Regions from separate parts of the Mus musculus genome. Here region 1 is linked to region 2. Evidence: chromatin contacts called from public ChIA-PET data. All regions are on one chromosome and are shown on one strand. Each heading gives the region's core, a stretch centred on a gene start, on an enhancer-like site or on the middle of the called end of the contact. The rest is flanking DNA. Distances are from core to core; before and after follow the strand shown.

Region 1 (3,323 bases), core at 785-3,284, 260 kb after region 2:
GCACAGCATTGCTTCAGCTTGGAGTGGATAATGATCACATTTTGCATAATTCCAAATTAAAGAGTGTGGGTGCTCATGTTCCAAACATTTCCAATTACATTTGTCTGTTAAACACTTGGGGGAGGGAGGTTTCAAGAGAGTTCTGTTGCCTAAAGCATTTTAAATGTTTTATGAAACACATTATTCCCTTTGTGAAGATTTTAGATAAAAGATGTGGCCTGTGTGTATGAGTCTGTGTGTGTATTTGTGTATCTCTCTCTGTGTGTCTGTCTGTGCCTCTGTGTGTGTATGTGTCTGTTTATGGGGCTGGAGAGATGACTCAGCAGTTAAGAGCACTGACTGCCCTTCCGAAGGTCCTGAGTTCAAATCCCAGCAACCACACCGTGACTCACAACCCTCTGTAATGGGATCCTATGCCCTCTTCTGGTGTGTTTGAAAACAGCCTACAGTGTGTTTGAAAACAGCTACAGTGTACCCAAATATAATAAATAAATCTTAAGGAAAAAAAAAAAGAGTCGCCACTTTCTGAAACCAGATCACTATGTTTATAAAAAAAAAAAAAAAGGATGTCTCTGTGTGTGTCTGTATGTCTTTCTGTGCCTGTCTATAAACCTGTGTGTGTATATTTGTGTCTGTCTGTGTGTGTGTGTCTATGCATCTCCAGATACTGGAGTTGAAAAATCTAAGAAGTGGTTGTGAGGATAGCAGCTATTGCATGTTCTCAAATATCTTTCCAGCTTTGTAGTGCAGAGGCGCGGCATGGTCTGGTGCGGCATGGTCTGTTACGTGTAGGCATTTCCTCTTATTGTAGCAGGGCCTGTTCTGTGCACAGCTAGATGACCAGAACAGTCCTGGTGCCTAGACTTGTTCCTCTGAATCAGCTGAGTGGAAATGTCAGGACCTGAGGACCTGGATGCCGCAGGAAAGGCCTTACTGGAGAGGCCTCGGCCAGGAACAACTGCCTAAGCGTTTCACTTATGTCTGCCAGGGAGGACATGGGCCTGTTATTTCTCTTCCACAGGATTGCCAATTTTTTCCCCTTTCAGAAATAAAAGAGCAGAGAGAACGCCTCAGCAAAACCTGTGCTCAGAATTGATAACTTGGGAAGAGATGCTGGGCTGAGGGTTTGAGAATCAAACCAGATGAACAAAATTATACACTTCTTAGGAAAACCGTACAATACCGTTTGTGCCCACCGCCCCTGCCCATGACAGCCAGAACCTGATGATGCCACAGAATAATTCTTTAAATTAAAATGGGTTTAAAATTAAATGTATATTCTTTTAGAAGGGTTTGTTGAATCTCTGAAGAAAACTAGAAACACCCAATGTTCTGTTGAACACAGTCATCATTAGAAAGTCTTGAAGGACCTTCTGATCTCTCCCTGAGAACTATTCTAGAGAGAGGATACCTGGAGAGCTATCCCAGTGCATAAGTAACGGGATATGCACTCAAAAGATAACCTACCCCACTTTCCCCAGTGGAGGCAGGCTCGAACTGTTTAGATCATGGATAAAGACATGTTTTGGTTTTTTGCTTTTGTTTTTTACATAAACACACTCAGAGCTGAGTCCCTGCTCTGCTTGTGTGTTGCCACATGATTTTGCTCTGTTCCATGAGAGGTCCAGACTGGGAGCCCCTGGGGGAATCCAGCAGATGTCCAGATGTCCAGAGGCACCAACGGTCCTGCGTCCTTCCATATTGCCAAGTTAGCACCAGCTGCCCGGGAGCCCACTCTGGGCTCTGCAGAGCTAGGGATGCTGGAGCCGCAGCCCCTTTGTGTCTCTCCCTCCAAGGCTTAGTTAGCCTCATCCCACAGGATTCCTTCACGGACAATTGGAAGCTGGGTTTTTGGAAATCTAGTATTTACTTGAAAGAGGATCACTCTTATTTACTGCCACCAGTTAAAGATTAGGGCAACATGTCTGCTAACAATTTGCTTTGTGTAATTTTGTTTTAATGCTAATAAGCAACAGCTGGGACACTTCCTGTGGTAACTTCCTCTGTGGCTACAGTACAGTCAGCACACAAGACTGCACCAAGTGCTGCACTTACGAGCACACACTGGTCTGGAGACGCTGTGCTACGCAGCCAGCTGTACATTTCCCTAAGCTGTGCCCCTGGCCAACCTGCTAGACTTCCTACCTGAGACCTTGGGCTTCTTGGCACACTTACCAAGACACCGTTTCCCAGGCCAGCTGCCATTGGGACCAGGAGTTGATACTGTGACACAGGATGGCAGAACAGGAAGATGACAAAGAAGAAGAGGGCGGAGAACTGGCTTGGCAGTGACAGAATGGCGATTCTTGATAGTGTGGGGACAGCAGCATCTTTCTCTCTAAACATATCCATGAACCACTCAGGCTTGCTCTGTCACCTACTTGACCACATGGCCCGCGCCACGGCGCTGAGGCAGAAAAGTAGTCTACCAGTGGGTCCGGCACGGGAACGAACCAACAACATGCTTCTTCAAACCATGAAATGAGACATGGCGTCATTTTCCTGCAGCCGTGAACTATCAAAGGCTACTTTCACCACAAAAGGAAGCAGCCTAAAATCGTGTGATGTCTCTGCCTCCCCACCCAGGGTTGGACCGCCTTCCCTACAGTCTAGCGAAGCTCTCTGCTTGGCTTCTTCCCATCATAGGGAGTTCCCTCCCTGAGCAGCTGGCTTATCTCTCTGTTGCACAACTCTGGTTGTGAAAAAGTTTACTTCTCAGGGAGTCACAGATGTCCGTGAATCAGATACAAATATTCAAGGTGAAGTAAATTCTGAAATTTTTGTCTGTTTAATAGAGTTTATCCATGCAGTAGCCAAATCTACACCACAAACAGACATTGGCTAGTTGATCTCAACACTCGGCTCCCTGTCTTTGTGGTAGAAGAGTAGACACATATAAGAGTTGTGCCCAGAGGCTGCAGTTAGGTTTCCATTGCTACAATAAACACCATGGAAGAGCAATGTTATGGGTTGAATATGCTTGGCCTATTGGACGTGACACCATTAGGAGGTGTGGCCTTGTTTGAGTGGGTGTGGCTTTGTTGGAGGAAGAGTAGGGGTGGGTTTTGTGGTCCTATGCCCAAGTTCTACCCAGTTAGGAAAAGACAGACCCCCCCCCCTCCTAGCCTATAAAAGATAGTCCTCTCCTGGCTGCCTTCAGATCTAGACATAGAACTCTCGGCTCCTCCAGCACCATGTCTGCCTGCACACTGCCATGTTTCCTGCCATGATGATAATGGATTGAACTTCTTAAACTGTAAGCCAAACCCCAATTAAATGTTTTCTTTTATAAGAGTAGCCTTGGTCACGGTGTCTTTTCACAG
Region 2 (3,627 bases), core at 188-2,687:
AATATACCTTATTTTGTGTGTGTGTGTTTTGTTTTGTTTTTTTTTTCTGAGTTCGAGGCCAGCCTGATCTACAGAGTGAGCTCCAAAATAGCCAGGGTTGCACAGAGAGTCTCCAAAATAAAATAATACCAAATATTATACAGTTACTAATTGTAAACCAGCTTTTTTTCTCCTAGCAGAAGAAATTGTTCTCAACTATCAGTAGATTTTTAACGCTGTTTTAAATGATGTTTGGATTGCAAAAATATACTAAGACATTAAAGAGAACTTTAATTAAACTTTAAGTAAAGAGACTATAATATGATATTTGTTTCTCTAGATGAACATTACTCGGAAGCTTTGGAGTCGAACCTTCAACTGTTCGGTCACCTGCAGCGACACGGTGTCCGTGGTTGCTGTGTCTGTGTTCATTCTCTTCCTGCCTGTCGTCTTCTACCTCAGTAGCTTCCTTCACTCAGAGCAAAAGAAACGCAAACTCATTCTACGTAAGTTCCCTTCTGTAGTCATCCATCCATTTAGCCGAGCACCTACGTAAAAGATTACGGGGTCAAAAAAGATTACGGGGTCAAGGGGCTGGGGGTACAGCGTCAAAGCTCTTACCTGTATGCACAAGGCCGTGGATTCAACCTTCATCATCATAATGTAGGGGAAAGGTACAGATCTATTTAAGAAAGATGTGGCTAGTGCCTTTACCTGCCGAGCCATCACCAGACTTTGTGCTCTTTCTTTATGGCACGCAGGCAGTAAGCCGGCGGCTTTGCTGCTGCTGACAGCTGAGGTCACTTAACTCTCTCATTTGTTTGTTCTACTTGATTCGTCTCCCTTGATTGGATCATAAAGATCATCAGAAGAAGAAGTTGTTTCCTTGTATACCGTCTGTCATATTGCCAGTACCTAGAAAGTGCCCGGGCATAGTGAGTGCTCGCAGACATTTGTTGTACAAAAGAATACTATAGTCTGTTTTAATGTTAGCATCAAAATACTATCCCTGTGAAATTCTTTATGGAAAAAAAATCTTGGATCAAATAATGTCAGGCAATATGGCTTTCAGGAGGCAGAAGCAGATGGATCCTTGAGTTAAAGCCAGCCTGGTCTACATGACGAGTTCTAAGCCAGCCATGGCTTCACAGGTCAAACCTGACTCAAAAACAAACAAATTAACACAGCAAAAGACCAAAGCAAATAAACAATAAAACCATACAGAGAGAAAGACAGACAGACAGACAGACACATACAATAACCCCAAATACTCGTGTGAGTGAAGAGTTCATGTGCCGATGCTCATGGCCGATTGCTCTCCCTCCCCCCACCTCCTGCCTTCCTCCCTGCATGAACTGATGACATGTGACTGCTCTGTGGCATGGTTATGTCTTTGAGAGTTGTGCAGAGCTTAAAACAAGGCAAGGAAATAGAGGCGCCTGAGCCCTGCTGCAGCTCCTCCTATGAGGCCAGCAGTTCTCAGATCTCAGCCTGTGCCACTCCCACCACGGGTGCCACTCCCACTGCAGGTGACACTGTGGGTTTTCAGTTCTAGAGCATGAGAAACATTTGCACTCAACTGTTCAACGCACGACCTCGCCAGGTGGCTATGGGCCATGATTCTATTTAAACCTAGTGGCTCAATGCCATGGCCATCATAATCATAGCTGAATATTACATATTTTGCTAATAGTGCTATATGTGATATATAACTCAACTTTAAAAGAACCATTCTTTTTAAAACTAGAGTCTTTTTTTCTTATTTATTTATTTATTTATTTATTTATTTTTGACTCATGGTTTCTCTGTGTAGCTCTGGCTATCCTGGAACTTGTGCAGTAGACCAGGCTGGCTTCAAACTCATAGAGATCCACTTCTGTCCGCTGGGATTAAAGGTTCCTGCCACTGCTGCCAACTCAGAATAATGTATTTCATTGTGACATTTACACACACACACACACACACACACACACACACACACAATATGTGTGTTTTGTTGTTCTTGCTTGGTGTTAGGTATTGAAGCTAGAACTTTATAAGTGTTAGCAATACCCTTTACCACTGAACTGGCGCCCAGCATGAATGTGTTGAGATAGGGTCTCGCCGTGTAGCACAGGCTAGCCTGGAATTTGCTATGTAGGCCAGGCTGGCTTCAAACTCACAATCCTCCATTCTTAATCTCCTAAGTTCCAGGATCACAGGCACACACCGCGTGCCCTACTTGAAAAAAAAATGCTTTTGTCTGAAAATAGAGGCAATGTTCTGTCCTTCGGTACGTATTCTTTCCTTTCCCTGATTGTATTAGCTATGGTGGTGTCTTGGTCCAGCTCTTAGGAGGAATTCTTCAGACTTCGTAATTAACAATGACTGGGGTAGAAGCTTTGTAAACACTCTTGTCTTTTAAGAGATGTTTAGAGCTTGATTTCTAGCTTGGACTTTCCTTGTTATTCTTTATGTACACGTTAACATTGCAGTGCTCAAGAAAGCGTGGATGCCTGTTTTATTAGGTACTGCTCTTAACAAAGTCATGGGTAGTAGCTTCTACTTAATTTAATTTTATGCTCTTCATTAAAAAAAAAACCTTAGGTTTTACGTCTAGGAAAATTGGATCAAGCCATGTTAAGCCAATCAATAGACAATATAGTGGTTTGCATGTAAGCACTGGGTAAGCCCTCGAGAGCAGGAATTTAAACTCAGCCCTGTGTCTCTCCCCAGCCAAACGTCTCAAGTCGAGCACCAGTTTTGCCAACATTCAAGAAAATGCCACCTGAAGCCTGCAAAACGGGGACTCGACCTCACGTTGTGCCAGTAAGTGTTAGACCACAGCACAGTCGAGAAGAAGATGAGCCAAGGTCGGACAAGTTGCATTCTCACGAAATGTTGGGACTGCAGACCTATAATTTATTCTGAATAAGGGTTCTCAAATTCCCTTTTCCTGAGCACCCCTTTTTTTTTTTTTGAAGATTTCTGTATTTTTAGTTTTCAAACATAGCAATGTTACATATTTTAAGGTATATCTGTTACAATAACAAGTGAGGGCTTTTTTCTCAGGCATATGAATGACTACTGGACACTTCTGATTTATCCTCGTTAGCAGAAGTACACAAAGCAGAAAAGGCTGAGGTCTGCTATTTACACATTAGTCACTGGGAGCCCACTCTGAAAAAGAAACATACTTGCCAAATGGTAGCAGGCTCAGTGATTAACTTAAGTGAATTCCCATTGTAGTATTGTTGTATGTATATACATACATGCACACACACACACATATATATATACACGTATACATAGATGTATATATGTAATGTATACTTAATATATCATACATTAAAATAATGTTCTCTAGTTCCCTGAAGTCCCTTTTGAAACCACTAGTTGATTATAAACCTCCTTAACAGTTTTCAGAGAGTGATTCCACATTATGCATTTATCCTTGTTAAAGGTTTACAGTAACTGAGGTTCTAATATGACTTTTATAAATACTATTTTACATCTTATTTTTGTCTTTATTTAGTAAGTAATTTATAATCACTGGACTGCTTAATTACCTTTGAGGACAAGATGGATTCATCTTATGCCAGGGATTTGCATCATGAATTTCATTAAGTTATTTGGCAACCTGTAACTTGTTAGTAGTTCAAGTCGAAT

What was found. ChIA-PET counts read pairs in DNA pulled down with a chosen protein or histone mark.
Region 1: an RNA polymerase II ChIA-PET map of memory CD8 T cells shows a contact between it and region 2, with 151 read pairs. The contact joins two enhancer-like sites. A contact is called at or near these places in 5 of 39 promoter capture datasets (the 3T3-L1 cell line, the C10 cell line, liver and 1 more), 1 of 15 datasets of contacts at CTCF or cohesin (pro-B cells), 2 of 484 Hi-C or Micro-C datasets (Th2 cells and cortical neurons) and 7 of 115 datasets of contacts at active chromatin or transcription factors (the 230-238 cell line, T-cell acute lymphoblastic leukemia, bone marrow-derived macrophages and 4 more).

Annotation. Positions count from the first base shown.
Region 1 is chr10:42,960,282-42,963,604 of GRCm38.p6, forward strand. It overlaps Scml4 (Scm polycomb group protein like 4), which reads left to right. Exons shown (of 9, transcript NM_172938.3): 9 at 1-501. Among named protein-coding and RNA genes, the nearest start is that of Gm5079, 29 kb to the right of the region's middle. Within about 2 kb of position 2,035, at least 124 of the 459 cell types and tissues checked have an H3K27ac peak or open chromatin away from gene starts, as enhancers often do. A contact at or near this core is called in T-cell acute lymphoblastic leukemia, double positive thymocytes and memory CD8 T cells, where this site is marked.
Region 2 is chr10:42,697,789-42,701,415 of GRCm38.p6, forward strand. It overlaps Ostm1 (osteopetrosis associated transmembrane protein 1), which reads left to right. Exons shown (of 6, transcript NM_172416.3): 5 at 320-485; 6 at 2,695-3,627. The coding sequence ends at 2,750. Among named protein-coding and RNA genes, the nearest start is that of Ostm1, 21 kb to the left of the region's middle. Within about 2 kb of position 1,438, at least 36 of the 459 cell types and tissues checked have an H3K27ac peak or open chromatin away from gene starts, as enhancers often do. A contact at or near this core is called in T-cell acute lymphoblastic leukemia, double positive thymocytes and memory CD8 T cells, where this site is marked.